Regions from separate parts of the Sus scrofa genome. Here regions 2 and 3 are each linked to region 1. A link is a contact called in public Hi-C data. All regions are on one chromosome and are shown on one strand. Each heading gives the region's core, a stretch centred on a gene start, on an enhancer-like site or on the middle of the called end of the contact. The rest is flanking DNA. Distances are from core to core; before and after follow the strand shown. Region 1 has its middle 98 kb from the start of EGFL6. Region 2 has its middle 24 kb from the start of TMSB4X. Region 3 overlaps LOC110257721 (a long non-coding RNA gene).

Region 1 (5,049 bases), core at 1,639-4,138:
TGAGCCACAGCTTGCGACAAGGCCAGATGAAACCTGCATTGTCATGGAGACTATGTTGGATCCTTCACCCACTGAGTCGCAACTTGATTTTTTTTACAGTTTTAGGTTCACAGCAAAATTAAGAGGAAGGTAGAGAGATTTCCCATATGCCCCCACAAACTTCCTCTCTCTCTTTTTTTTTTTTTTTTACACAAATTGTTTTTTTTTCTCTCTCTCTTTTTCACAAATGGCTTTCAATAAGAGCTCTGTAGGCCATGTTACCCTGTGCCCAACTTCCTTTAGGGCCTCTAACAATGATTCTGAAATCCAAATTTAGGAAGGCCAATTGTTCACTGTGATAAACTATTCAGTTACTGCCCAACTGGTTTTGAACCATTTAACCTTAAGGCAACTGCCTCTATACTACCCCACCCAAATAGTCACTAAAATGACATAATATTAGGACATAGAAAATAACTTACATTTCCAAGTGTTGAAGAGAGTAAAAATACCCTCGACTTACTAAATGCAGAAAAGTTAGGGGCAGGAAGGGGTATTACAATAGTAGTGTTTAAAGAAACTGAATATGGGAGAGGTTAAATAGAGGGGGAGAACCCTGTTTTGTAATCCCCAAAGTTGTGGCCCTCTTGCTAAGTTATTTCACAGAGACTTTCAGATCAATTTAGGCTCGAAGTCCAACGCTTGGCTGCTAAGTGGCAGCTTCTGGATCTGATCCCATTACAAACGATGTTCTCCACTTTGAGAAGGACCAGAGATGGAGGTCATCTGTCAGCTGGCTAACACGGGTGTGTCTGAATCCAGTCTGTCAAGGTTCATTTTGATAAAAATTCAACCCTTTCCCCAGCCAATGCTCAGCTTTGTGCCAGCCGCAAATTTTGTAAGCAAGTGTAACGCAGCCATCAGGGTTAGGAATGGATTTTATCTAAAGCGTTGGGGGTACCCTGAAGACCAGATGCTGGAAGAATAGCTGGCTAAATACTGTGGATTGAACTTTGCTTCTCAAAAGGTGGAGATGTGGTTTTGCATTTGAGGTCAACTGTCCCTTGGCTTTGAGAAAACTATGACCACCGTCTCTTAGTTGTGCAAATGCGAAGCCCATGCTACTACCTCTTCTTACTGGGAAAGGCTAGAACAAGATCCAGAAACTAGATTTTACCGGGGAGCCCAGGACTCCTGTTTGATTGTGCACACTGCATGTACTTTGGTTACATAAACTGGGCGCCTCTCTCAGTGGGGCTAGTTCTCTGAAGACCTCACAGTTTCTGGGGAATGCGCTGTGAGTTTTCTCAGGAAATTTAACTGTAAGTTATTGTTTGTTTTGGAGACGTCATGTGTGTTGGTCTAGTGGATGCTCACCGGCCATCCAGGGTTGAGAACCTGAGAAATGAGGGAAGGACCTGCAGGCATGAATTCCAGCCCAGCCTGGACCACTGCCATTGTTTAGCTCTGAATCATCCTGACCTTGGGAAATGGAAAATGAGACTATTTTCTTCTGATGTTTTCGAGGGCCCATGTCTCTAGGGAATGGAGGGTGACCCTGTATTTCATCACAGCGTTTAATTTTAGAAACAGAGAATAAGGATTGAACTTGCATGATAGAAAAACAGCCCCCTGCCTCAGTCCCTAGCTGGATCAATAGTTCTCTCTACTCCTCTTTGGGTCACCTGCTCCCTGAGGCAGAGACCTTATCTGCTTTGCTTATCACTGTATCCCCACACCTAACATGATGCCTAGCACACTACAGGCAATAAATATGCACTTGCTGAATAAATGAATGATGGAATGAATAGATGCCCAAGCTGATGACCAGAGTTTGGCTAAAGATACACTCTTCAAGGAATTAGTCTTTCAGTTATAAGACTTTATCCTTACTCCCATTAGGTTTAAGACACAAGTTTTTTTTTTTTTTTCTTTTTTGCTATTTCTTGGGCCGCTCCTGCAGCATATGGAGGTTCCCAGGCTAGGGGTCGAATCGGAGCTGTAGCTACTGGCCTATGCCAGAGCCACAGCAACACGGGATCCGAGCCGCATCTGCAACCTACACCACAGGTCACGGCAACGCCGGATTGTTAACCCACTGAGCAAGGCCAGGGACCGAACCCGCAACCTCATGGTTCCTAGTTGGATTCGTTAACCACTGCGCCACGACGGGAACTCCAAGACACAAGGTTTTATAGGCAAAACAAAAATCAGCTTTTACCCAGCTTTTAACAAACCACCACTTCTGGTCCTATTTATGGTGTGTTCTCTGTAGCTGCATGGAAATGGGGTGGTTTCACTTTTCAGTGCATGGGGACATGCTTTGAAGGTGGGTCTTATGATTCATTCAAACAAAAATGAGAGCAAGTTCGGTCTTCAAATCATGTTCTATTCCTCATCCTCACAAAGAGTTTGTGTTTAATGCTGGATCCTAAAACAAAAGTTTGCTCAGGGGTCAACTGCTCTTCCAATTCAAGTCAGTTTCCTTCCACAAGTGGGCAGATTGTCAGACCCCCAGAGGGAGGCTGGATCCCTGCAGAAGTGGCTTTGAGGACACTTATTCTTCTGGAAAGTACACCCTGTCTGTTTCTGGTTTGGCTTTTCAGTTTCCTGGAGTCATTCTTTTGAACAGAGGGAACAAAGCCTAGCTAAACACGACAGCGCAATCAAACCCCAGCGTTGAATCCCCATTTCGAATGGCTTCAATGCACTGAACGCCCCAAGCTCTCGGAACTTTCCTTCGGTTCACTGGAGAGGGTGGGTCTGTGAGTCCCAGGAGACTCCCCCATTCTGTTGTTAAACAGCTGTTTCCAGAGGCCTGTTATCCACACACCCACACAAGACTGGAAATAGCAGCACGTTCCTCCCTGTACAGTCTGTGCTTTCAAAGGCACAGTGTGCTCAGTCCTGCCTTTCTGTCTCTTTCATTTTCCTTTTCGGTAAACAAGGCATCAGGCTATTCCGCTTAGTTGGGTACAAGTTATTTTCCAAACACTTCGGCCATGGTAAGCGAGAGAAAACAGAAATGCAACAGATATAAATCAGGGAAACAACCAACTTGTGATGCTTGCTTTTTTTAGAGAAGTGTTGGCTCTTGTGGCCTAAAGGAGATGGTGGTGATAACTGTGTCTGTACTGGAGACCCCAGGGCTTATTTATGAAGATTTATGGAAGAATGGCTTCCTGCTGCAAAGGCAGGGTCTGCCTCTGACATTTGCCCTTCAAGCCTTTTTCTGCTGCCAATCCTAATTTTTAGTTTTTAAAAAAATTCAGATGAAATTCATGTAATGTGAAACCAACCACTCTAAAGGGAACAGCTCAGTGGCCTTCGGTCCCTCTGCCATGTTGTGTAACCACCACCTTGGTCTAGTTCCAGAATATTTTCATCATCCCCAAAGAAGCCCCTGTAGCCATAAAACCGTCATTCTCTATTTCTTCCTCTCCCCTCAGCCCTGAGCAACCAACATGCTACTTTCTTCCTTTATGGATTTATTATTCTGGATATTGCATATAAATAGAATCACATACTGTACAGTCTTTTGTGTCTGCCTTCTTCCACTTAGCATCATGTTTTCAAGGTTCATCCATTATGTGACTCATATGAGCATTTCATATCTTTTTATGGCTTCCTAATATTCATCATATGTATACACAACATTTTGTTTCTCCGTTCACCTGCTGATGGATATCTGGGCTGTTTCTATCTTTTGGATATTGTTACTAGTGCTGCTGTAAACAATGGTGCACAAGTGTTTGTTTAGGTCTCTGTTTCCGTCTTCCTGAGTATAGATCTAGGAGTGGAACCATTGGGTCTTATGGCAATTCTCTAACTTCGAGAGGACCTGCCAAATTGTTTTCCACACTGGCTGTACCATTTTACATTCCTACCAGTAATGCACAATGGTTTCAATTTCTCCTTATCCTTACTACCCTCTATCTTCCACTCTTTTGATTATAGCCATCCTTGTATGTTTAAAGTGCTATCTCAATATGGTTTTGAAGTGCATTTCCCTAATGAATATTGATGTCAAGCATCTTTCCAGGTACTTGTTGGCTATTTGTATATCTTCTTAGGAAAAATGTCTATCCACGTTCTTTGCTCATTTTAAAAAACTGGGGTTTTTTTTTGGTTGTTGCATTTTAAGAGCTCTTTATATATTCTGGACATCAGCCCCTTATCAGATATGTGATGTGCAAATATTTTATTTTTCTATAGGTCGTCTTTTCATTTTCTTGATAATGTCCTTTGATGAACAAAAGATTTAAATTCTGATGAAGTTCAATTTCACTGATTTGTTTCTTACACAAAGACATGGAGATATGGAGGGAGGGGGACTAGTTATTACTGGATCTAGCTGACTGGGTGTCTTAATTTGATCCTTGGAATATTTTTGGAATATACTTGTCCTGGCTGCAAAAACACATCCACAGATTTCATTTGAAGATGAGTTGTACTTAAACCCATCATGGTTTTATGTTTTACTTGTTTATACATTGTCTCAGGCTAGAAAAATCTATTGTAAATCTAGAGCTTTTTGGCTGGACTATGTCATTTACCACTGGGGCTTAGAACACACGGAGTTTCAGAAAGCATGGAGTTGACACCAACAAGTACTATGTCTCCAACTCAGACCTCCCTTCTGGACTCTGATCTCCAGTGGCCTACTTGACATTGCCCCATGGGTATCTAATAGGCACTCCAAATTTAGAACACGCCAGATCAAACCCGTGTTTTCTACCCCACCTTTCACATGTTTAGCCCCCTCAGGTTTCTACGTGTCAGCAAACGGAAGCTTCATTCTTCCAGCAGTTCACACGAAAAGCATGGGATTTATCTTTGACTCATTCTCGCTCATCCTATATCCAGATCACGAGCAAATTCTGCTCACTTGACCTTGAAAATACGGCTCTATCTTGAGTTGATCACTTCCCCTTAAACAAACAGCTAAGTCACATCTTATTAGCCTAGACTCTTGTCTCCTCACTGGTCTCCCTACTTCTTCTTCTGCTCCTCAGTGCAGTGTTTGCAGAGCCAGAGAACTCCTTCCATAAAGAACCCAGGTCAGCTTGT
Region 2 (5,049 bases), core at 1,909-4,408, 490 kb after region 1:
CTGCTCAGACAAAGATGGTGGCCTCAGAGTCTGGGGCTCCCGGAACCCATTCATCGGGCTGTCTCTTCAGTCTTGAGCCAAAACCCTCAATCCTCGGCAAAGAGGCTAACAGACACATTCTGGTCTTGGGGGAAAGGCTACCTCTGAGGCCAATGGGAAGACGGGTCGTCTTGATCTTTCCTGCAGTTCCCAGAATGCACTGCAGGAAGTGGGGCGGGCAGCTCCAGGCGCTACCAAGAGAGGCTATTTACTGTCCTGCAGCATTGAGGGCTCAGTGCCATGATTCCCAGCGCTGGGGAGGGCAGTACTCTTGCTGCGTTCAGAGTCCAGCATTCACACGTTCTGAATCTAGTTATTATGCTTTGGTCTTGGAGAAGGAACCACACTGGCAGAAAGTGATGCAAAAGGGAGGAGCAGTCTGTCTTTCCTTTAGGGATTAGGGAGAAGGCTGACATGGATGAATTCCAACCATATGGCGAATGCTAAAAGCCAGGTGTGGGAACTCAGGGGTGAAAGCAAAGGTCTAGAAAGGAGGGCGGGGAGACTCCCCCCAGGAGGCAGAATTTAAGCTGCGACTTGAGGGAGGAGGAAGAGGCCCAATCGCCAGTCCACTGTATACCTTTCCTGTGGCCGCTGGAACCGATGACCACAAATTGAGAGCTTGAACGACACACATGTATTACTGCACAACCCTGGAGGCAGAGGTCTCTCGAGGGTTTCACAGGACCCAAATCAAGGTGCTGGAGAGCTGGGTCCCTTGCTGGAGTCTCTAGGGAAGAATGCACTTTCTTGCCTTTTACAGCTTCTAGAAACTGTCCACATTCCTTGCCTTCTGACCCCTTTCTCCATTTGCAAAGCCAGCCACATTGCATCTCTCTGATCCTTCCCCTGTAGTCACGTTCTCTCTGGTTCTCTCTCCCTCTTCCACTTGTAAGGACCTCTGGGGTTACTTTCACCCCACCTGAATAATTCAGGACTCTCTATTTTCAGCTGACTAGCAGACTTCATTCTGGCCACAGCCTGAATTCCCTTTGGCTGTGTAACCTCCATATCATAGGTTCCAGGGAGGAGGATGCGAGCATCTTTGGGGGCCATTATTCCGCCTACCGCACCCATTTTACAGATTACTTATTGTGTGGCCTTGAGCAGTTTGTTCTGGACCCTCTGAGCCTGAGGCCTCCCATCTATTAAACAGAGAAATAACGCTCGCCCTGCCCATCTGGCGATGTTGCCCTGAGAATTAAATGAGATAGTGTAAGTGAAAGTGCTTTAAAAATGGTAAAACCGTATGTCAGCATGTATGCTCCTTTGGGGGCAAGGGATGACAAGGATAAAATCTCTTGTGAGATTCTGCCACATTTCTTCCCAATTCCACATGCAGTGATGTCACACTGGTGTCTTGAAATCAACCATGGTGGGAGCATTTATACCATGGAAATGGGCAAACACTACATATCAGGGTGCTGCCCGCCCCTCTCCCTGCCCCCAACCAGCTGTTAAGCATTCCCAGCACATCACAGCTTTATCCCATTATTTGACATACCAGCTGACATGGTTATTGTTTCTTCGGAGTACAGATGAGCAGGGGGAAGCTCCAAGCCAGTGAGAAACCTGCATCAGTGCACGTTGGCTGGTAAGAGGGGGCCGGTGCCAGCTTGTCATACACTCCAAAGCTCTAGTCCCTCCACCACACCCCCACAACCACACTATACACCCCCCTAACTCATCCTGTTAGGATGGTTAGTCTAACTGTCCCAGAGGCTTCATGGGGCAGATGGCCATTTTTTGGGCCATGAGAATGAGGTTTCCTGGGACTCACCCAGGTCACTGCCTCCATTGGTGGCCCCTGTGTATTAACCTTCAAGCCGACTTGACCTCAATTGTGCCTGGAGCCTTCTACTCCAGGGTTTAGGCAACATATGGAAACAGTGACCTCATCATCCAATGCAAAGGTTCAAAGGGATTTGATGCAAACAAATTGCCAGGTCACTCAAAAGTCAAAGTGCCCCATGGCTTCCTTTTAGACAACCTGGAGGTATGTGAAGGTCAGCAAGTACAAGCACTCCATTCAGAGATGGAGAAAGTAAACAGCAGGCTGGCATCCTATGGGAGCAGTTAATGGAGGCGATTCGAGAGAGAAAAAAAATGGACTCTGCTCCATTTTGATCAGGTTTCCATTCCTCTGACCCTATGCTAACGGGGGGTTTTATTTTATTTTTTGGCTGCCGCGCGGCATGCAGAAGTTCCCGGACCAGGGATCAAACCCGTGGCACAGCAGTGACACCACCAGATCCTTCACCACTAGGCCACCAGGGAACTCCAGGGGTTATGTTTCAAACTGGTGCTCAAGGCAGAAGGCATCTAGACTAGTTGGTGGGCGTGGGAATTCACAGAGGAACAAAGGCTCACAACTAACAATGGTTCTCAGTCTTGGCTGAACGGTGGAATCACCTGGGGAGCTTTCAAAACTCCAGCACCCACGTTGTGTCCAGATCAGTTCATCAGACCCTCTTGGGTGGGACCCTGGCCTTGCATTTGCCCACAGAAACTCCCAGCTGATCTAGGTTTGACCGGCTGCTGCCGAGCTTATTTTCCGCACTCCCGCTTTCCTGGGGGTTTCTATTGTGTGTCAAAAGTCTGTTTGGGAAAAGCTTAGTATCCAGTTACAGCTAAAGGCCCTGGCTGGGCAGAAGGTGAAAGGCCTTAGAGCATTTTCTAGAAGATGTTTCAGGGAATAAAAAAAGCCCCACACCCAGCAAACCAGTTTTCCCAGCCTTGTATGACATCACCAGGAGCCAATAAAAAACTTTCACTTGAGTTTACTGGTTCATGTCTACATGGATTAAACCTAGAAACTGCTGGACAAACTGTGTACGCTTAGGTCACCCCCCCCCCCCCCCGCCGCCCCAAACTGCTCTTTGTATGAGATCGAGCCCATTCTCTGATTTGCACTAGATCCAGCCTTTTATCGACTCGCTTTTTTTCCACGCACTTGCTCTGAGGCTATGGTAGTAGTACTGGTTGGAGGAGGGTTTGTGTCCACAGGCAGGTGAGAAGCCAGCTCTCAGAATAAACAAAGATTCCACACCCTAGCGCCTAGCGAAGCGGAAAGCCAACGCTTTTGGTAGACTGTGGCTGCCCCCTGCCGGCAGTGATTGGCATTGACTCGTGGGGAAGCGTTGCAAGCCCCCCGCAGTCCCCGCTGGACCCACCTCATGCTGTGGCTCCAGACTCAGCAGCCAGGCTGCCGGCGGCGGAAAGAACTTTCCAGGAACCTATCCGATGGGGTAACGCGAAAAGGAAGACACACGCATCTAGGAGTTTACATTGTCTTTGGACCATGTTCACCTGCATCTTAAATGAGCCTTCCTTTGCAATGTTTCATGTTCTGTGACCAGAAAATCATGATGGCGTGTTCAGATTAGTGCCTAACTTGCAACTTCCGGCCACTGGAAGCTGAGCAGCTATGCAGAGCCATCCAGATGAGGTGGAGGAGCAGGGAGACCCGAAGAAGCCAAACTGTTCAGAAGGCGTTTGCTCAAACTACATCCCCTCAGCATTGCCCAAATGGACATCATTAGAAACATATTCATTTGGGCTTAAGATACTGCCGTCCGTAAACGAACCATGGAAATCTCTGGAAAGGCTAATATGTGCATCACTTATATAATGAATGTATTTATCAGATCACTTTCCAGAATTTCATTCCCCATGTATTCAACAGTTGCCCTAACATCCACTGGGCTTGGCACTTGGGGCGAAGGCGGGGGCGGGGGGGGGGGGATACAGGCGTGAGGAAATTGCGGTTCCTTGACTGCGGTTCAAGGAACTTTTGGTCTTGTTGGGGAGGGATCTGAAGCGACTAATTGTGACCGAGACAACACAAAGAAGTGCCAGGATAGGGGAGCAAAGTGCTGTCAAACATGGAAACCGAAATTGTTCATTTTGAGTGCGGTACTTGGGTGATGCTTGGACCAGTGGGTCTCCAAGCATGGTCTCCACCCAGAAGCATCAGCATCACCCGGGAGCTTGTTAGAGATGCAAATTCTCAGGCCTGCCCCGGGCTGTTTTAACAAGCCCTCCAGGTGATGCCTGCCCAAGCTGAAGACCCACTGCTTCAAAGACAAGATGATGTGGGCTGGAAAGAGGACCCAAGGGACACATGGGACTTTCATAATTAAGATGGGCGGGCATTTCTCATCCTCATCCCTTATATCCGTATGGTGATTTACACCCTAGTATGTGATCTGACCTTTACAACAGGACATGAGACAGAGAAGGAAGCGAAACAAGTTTAGATTTCAAAGCAAATAAGAACTGGGTACAAATTCTCACTCTGACACCAAGCTGTGTCAGCTGGAGCAAGACCTTTAACCTGCTTTCTTACCAGTAAATGGTTACAGTTCTGTTCTCTGTGGGGATTTTTGGTAAGGATTAAATACAGAGCTGCTGTTCACTAAATGGCTATTATTTCTATACATTATTTTTATAAACCCCTGTTGGGAGTGAGAAAACCCAAGCTTGATTGTAGTTGTGAGGCTGCCCCTTGGGTACCTGACTCAGTCCTGGGGTGGTTTCCCTCCCAGACAGTTTTCACTACAGAGGAGGCCTCTACAAGGCCTTCTCTCTAGTTACAGATTTGTCGGCATTTCTGGGTTTACCGCATGGGGAACTCTAGAGGGCGCCAATGGTTCATGAAAATGGCAGTCACTGACGCAGAGCTGGAAGCTGAGTGAATACCGAGAAGTAGCGAGAAGGTGGAGTCGCACATAAAGTGAACATATTGCTTTCTCCCCCAAACTAGCCACTTTTAGGCCATGTGCATCATTTCTACGATAAACATTAGATGACTATCTGGAATTTTCCAAATTTTATTCCGTATTTATTAAACAGCTGCTCTAAGATGCTCTAGGGAGGAGACACGTGTGGGTAACATTGTGGAATAAACCCCCTCCTGTTTTTTCCCAAGTTTAAGGACTAAAGTAAGCAACTTTTTATAATCTATACCCAATGGATGGAGATTTGAACTCTAAGAATTTAGTAAGTTTT
Region 3 (5,049 bases), core at 1,742-4,241, 260 kb after region 1:
CATTATATTCCCCACCATATGTATCCACTTCTCATTATTGGACTTTCAGGTTGTTTCTCATGTTTCACAATGAAAAATACTATTGTAGGAGTTCCCATCGTGGCTCAGCGGAAATGAATCCAATTAGGAACCATGAGGTTGTGGGCTCGATCCCTGGCCTCCCTCCGTGGGTTAAGGATCTGGCGTTGCCGTGAGCTGTGGTGTAGGTCGCAGACACGGCTCAGATCCAGCGTTGCTGTGGCTCTGGTGTAGACTGGCGGCTACAGCTCCGATTCCACCCCTAGCCTGGGAACCTCCATATGCCATGGGAGCAGCCCTAGAAAAGGCTAAAAGACCAAAAAAAAAAAAAAAAAAAAAAACTATTGTAATAAACATCATCATTCGATCTACTGTTTCCTTCTTAGGTAAACCGATCTTTTCTAGCTCCAAAAGGGAGAAACTATAGGAATACAGATGCTCAGAGCAGGAATTAGGGATGCTGCTGGCACTGATTCAGCAAAAGTAATCCTAGGATTCTAGTTCATCATCCATTGGCGATTATTAGCTGAGCAATTTTAGGCAAGTCATACTGCATCTGAAAATGTCCTCATTTGCAAAATGGGCAAAATAACACCTCTCTGGGCATTAACCCCAAGGTCAAATGAGATGATGTAAACTGTGTTGACCATGACTGTGATGATAATCAATGTAATAACTAAAAGTAAATCTGGGAGTTCTTTTTTTTTTTTATTTTCCTTTTTATGGCTGCACCTGCGGTATATGGAAATTACCAGGCCAGGGATCAAATCAGAGCTGCAGCTGCCAGACTATCCCAACAGCCATAGCAACACCCGATCTGAGTTGCATCTGTGACCTATAGCAGGGCTTGCAGCACTGCCGGATCTTTAGCCCACTGAGTGAGGCCAGGGATCGAACCTGCGTCCTCATGGATACTAGTCAGATTTTTAACCTGCTGGCACAGCAGGTTAAAGATCTAGCGTTGCTACATCAGGTTAAGGATCCAGCGTTGCCACTGCAGCAGCTTTGGTCACTGCTGTGGCAAGGGTTTGATCCCTGGCCTGGGAACTTGAATGCCATGGGCGTGGCCAAAAAAAAGTAAATCTGGTAACATAGCCTAATTATTATTATTTTTTAACATTTCTAGTAATAAGACACCTGGCCCCTCGAATCATTTATCTTGTCAAGATGAAGAAGGAAAAATCAGAAACATAATTTTGGTAAGAATCAAGGAGAGAAAGAACACTGTGTTTTGAAATTTTGATTCTTTCTTTTTTTTTTTTTTTTTTTTTTTTTGTCTTTTTGCCTTTTCTAAGGCCGCTCCCACGGCATATGGAGCTTCCCAGGCTAGGGGTCCAATCGGAACTGCAGCCACCAGCCCACGCCAGAGCCACAGCAACGCGGGATCTAAGCCGCATCTGAGACCTACACCCCAGCTCACGGCAACGCCGGATCCTTAACCCACTGAGCAAGGCCAGGGATCGAACCCGCAACCTCATGGTTCCTAGTTGGATTCATTAATGACTGTGCCACAACGGGACCTCTTTGAAATTTTAATTCTTATTCCAAACTATGCTTCGCCACCCCCCACCCTCCCACTGACTCCCTGCAGTGGGCCTGGCATCCATGCAGCTCTGCCATCGTGCCAGGGCAGGCTTTCGCTCCATGGCCTTGGCACCTGCTACTTCACCTTCCAAGAATGCTCTCCCCCCAACATCTGCTGAGATCCCTTCCTCCACTCTTTGCTCAAACATCTCTGCAAACATCACCTCCATGGATTGACCTCAATAAAATTGCGTGATCATCAGGACCCCTGTCCTTCTCTACCCTTTTCCCGTCTTTCCTTTTTTTTCCTGCATCGCTACTAGAATGTAAGTTTCACGAGGGCGGGGTTTAGGTCTATTTCATTTCCTGACTTGTACACAGTGCCTAGAATGGTGTCTAGTGTATATATCATGGTCTCAATAATTTCGTTAAGTGACTTAAGTGATTTTAATGCAGACCAAGCATTTTACCCATTGGGTTGTGAAAAAGAATTTACCCAAGGACTCTTTAGTAGTAATTTTTCCCCATTAAGGCCTACTCTTCGCACTGCAATTTGGGCAACAACTGGCCCGGGGGTAGGGGGTGCGGGGGAGGGAGATCAAGCGAACCCACAAGGGCACACACACTTGTGAAGTCTACACTGAATAAACAAATGTCTCCGATGACTGTTTCTTTTACCCTGATTTTAAAAAGCGAAGTAAAAACAGAGAGCCGTGTTGTGTAGTTTATGCTGGTTGGGTTTGGAGCAAAAGCCAAGGACGAAGGCATAAAAGAACACTTTTGCATAAAGATTAGCCCAGGTGGGAGTGTCACTCAGGCATGAAAAGTTGTCCTGTGGCCTATGATTCGGAGCTGTTGTCATCAGGTTTCATTTTTTTGCTTTAATTTTTTTTTAATGATTTTTATTTTTTCCATTAGTTGGTTTACAGACTTGGTTTCACGTTGCAAAGCAGACATGAAAAGAAATGGTATTTGGTCCCTTAAGTTGAGGGGAAATCAACTGAGATGGAGGTGGGCCGAACCTCAGCAGGCTTTCCACACACCTGCAGCAGGAAGACTGTGTGAGAGATCACACCACGTTCCCTCTAGTCCTCTTTCTAAACTTTTTATTTATTTTTTGGCTGCGCCCATGGCACGTGGAAGTTTCTGGGCCAGGGATCAAACCCCATGCCACAGCAGTGACCAGAGCCACAGCACTGACAATGCTGGGTCCTTAACCTGCTGTGCCACCAGGGAACTCTGTCTTTATGAACTTTGCATGAACTAATGTCCATTGTCCTTTACCCACAAGCAAATGGACTGGCCACCACCCTGACCCGCTGAGACGTGCTATTACTTTAGACTTGTGTATTTGTAACTCTTGTCTAATTTTATTCCCCCTGCTCTGAAAAACAGAACAGCTGCTAGTTCCAGCTTCCTGGCTGTTCTCGCAGCCTCCCCTTCCTTCCTGTCCTTCTACCGCAGGCCTATGTCATTTCTCTTAAAGCAAGTTTTCAAAACATCAGGATAGATAAAGATCTGAGGACCATAATTTTTGTATACTTCTTAAGAACTTTTTTTTTTTTGGTCTTGGCTCCTGTATCCCTAACAATGAAACTGTGCCAAGAATTTATTTCGATAGGAAAGCCAAGACATGTCCCCGTGCAACTAAGAGCAGATAAACAGCTTTCAGTTTAATCCTAAGAAGAATGAGCAAATGGACAGCGATGTTTGGTTTAGTGTTTCACTAACGTAATCCCTTTCTCATGCAGGGATACTGTCCTGGGACTTATTTGTGTGTGAGTGTGACTGTGACTCTGTGTGTGTGTGTGTGTGTGTGTGTGTGTGTGTGTGTGTGTGTGTATTTATTCTCCTGGAACATGCGGCTTTTGGTTCTGGTGGTATTTAAGGTCTTTTAGAAAATCCACGTGAATGACCAAATTAAAGAAATCCCACCTCAGAGTTCCCGCCGTGGTGCAGGGGTTAATGAATCCAACTAGGAACCGTGAGGTTGCGGGTTCCATCCCTGGCCTCTCTCAGTGGGTTAAGGATCCGGCGTTGCTGTGGCTGTGGTGTAGGTCACAGATGTGGCTCGGATCCTGCTGTGGTGTTGGCCGGTGGCTACAGCTCTGATTGGACCCCTAGCCTGGCAACTTCCATATGCCACATGTCTTTGGTGCCAAAAGACCAAAAAAAAAAAAAAAAAGATTCTAGATGTGAGACTCCTTTAACTGATCCAAAGCAAACTGAAGCTGCCCTCGGGACAATTACGGTAGCTAATTCAGTTTCGGGATGGAATTAGACTGACAACTTCAGATAGCTGCAAGATGGGTCTGATCCCCCCTCTGAATGTTGAAATGAGCCTGAAGGGAGGATGAGTGAAAGTGAATGATTCAAAGAAATACCAAGAATTCACCAGCAAAACGGACTTTGGGAACCGAGAGCCATAAATTACTGATGAATTACTGGAAAGTCTAGAAAGTTTACGGTGACAACCAAGGAAATAACATTTCTTAACTCGGGGCATACATCTCTCCCCAGGATCCTGGTATGTGGCACAGCTCTGATGGCTGAAAGGGGGTGGTTTGGGCAGTAACAGATTCACAGGGAGGAGAAACTGTCCACACAAATTCTGAAAGGAAGAACTACACTGGGCCATCAGTAAAGGCCAGAGATAGACCCAGGAATCCTGAAAACTACGAAGAATAGGATACACTGAATAAGGACCATCAAGCAGATGAAGAAGTAGCCTTCTCAAGTTAGCCGAACTCCTGTTGGCCTCTCATTAAGAAACAGCAAATCTGTAAGGATAACCTGACCCCCTTGCTGTACAGTGGGAAAAAAAAAAAAAAAAAAAAGAAACAGCAAATCTTAGTTATTAGCTTTTTTCAGAAGATGAACATTTTTTCCCATTGAACTCTTTCATGTTATCCAAAAGTCCCCAGGAAAGAAAAATGATAGACATTCATGGGCTTCATATGAAAGATCTCAGAAAGTCCAGTAAACATATTTTCAACTCTCAGAGCTTCTGGTAAATTTCAGTTTTTATCTCAGACCTACAGGGCTATAACTTTTATGGAGAGTAAAAGTTACAGGAGTTGCCCAATAACTGGCAATTTTTAAGAGCCTTCATTGACTTGGTTTCTTTTATTACCAGGAAATTTAGTTTGAATTTCCTGGGAGGCTGCGCATAGGATGGTGTTCGAACAGAAACAGGGAATTCCCTGTTGTGGCACAGCGAAAAAGATTCTCACTAGGAACCATGAGGTTGCAGGTTCAATCCCTGGCCTCGCTCAGTGGGCTGAGGATCCGGCGTTGCCGTGAGCTGTGGTGTAGGTCACAGACATGGCTTGAATTTCGCACTGCTGTGGCCGTGGTGTAGACTGGCAGCTGTAGCTCCGTTTCAACCCCTAGCCTGGGAACCTCCATATGCTGCAGGTACAGCCCTAAAAAGACAAAAAAAAAAAAAAAAAAAACCCAAACAGGAGAGAAAAGCTCTAGGGATGTCCCCAGATCTGCAAAGGGACA

What was found. Hi-C and Micro-C count contacts between places; a contact is called where the count stands out from the background.
Region 2: a contact with region 1 is called in a Hi-C map of mesenteric adipose tissue, with 2.3 times the contacts expected there. The contact joins two enhancer-like sites. A contact is called at or near these places in 31 of 47 Hi-C or Micro-C datasets (adipose tissue, alveolar macrophages, blood and 17 more) and 2 of 2 datasets of contacts at active chromatin or transcription factors (alveolar macrophages and skeletal muscle).
Region 3: a contact with region 1 is called in a Hi-C map of subcutaneous adipose tissue, with 2.5 times the contacts expected there. The contact joins two enhancer-like sites. A contact is called at or near these places in 8 of 47 Hi-C or Micro-C datasets (adipose tissue, embryonic fibroblasts, heart right ventricle and 5 more) and 1 of 2 datasets of contacts at active chromatin or transcription factors (skeletal muscle).

Annotation. Positions count from the first base shown.
Region 1 is chrX:10,117,985-10,123,033 of Sscrofa11.1, reverse strand. No RefSeq gene overlaps it. Among named protein-coding and RNA genes, the nearest start is that of EGFL6, 98 kb to the left of the region's middle. Within about 2 kb of position 2,888, at least 36 of the 83 cell types and tissues checked have an H3K27ac peak or open chromatin away from gene starts, as enhancers often do. A contact at or near this core is called in adipose tissue, mesenteric adipose tissue, omental adipose tissue and 3 more, where this site is marked.
Region 2 is chrX:9,624,615-9,629,663 of Sscrofa11.1, reverse strand. No RefSeq gene overlaps it. Among named protein-coding and RNA genes, the nearest start is that of TMSB4X, 24 kb to the left of the region's middle. Within about 2 kb of position 3,158, at least 27 of the 83 cell types and tissues checked have an H3K27ac peak or open chromatin away from gene starts, as enhancers often do. A contact at or near this core is called in adipose tissue, mesenteric adipose tissue, omental adipose tissue and 1 more, where this site is marked.
Region 3 is chrX:9,861,478-9,866,526 of Sscrofa11.1, reverse strand. The region is part of intron 2 of LOC110257721 (a long non-coding RNA gene); the gene reads right to left. Among named protein-coding and RNA genes, the nearest start is that of TMSB4X, 210 kb to the right of the region's middle. Within about 2 kb of position 2,991, at least 25 of the 83 cell types and tissues checked have an H3K27ac peak or open chromatin away from gene starts, as enhancers often do. A contact at or near this core is called in adipose tissue, omental adipose tissue, retroperitoneal adipose tissue and 2 more, where this site is marked.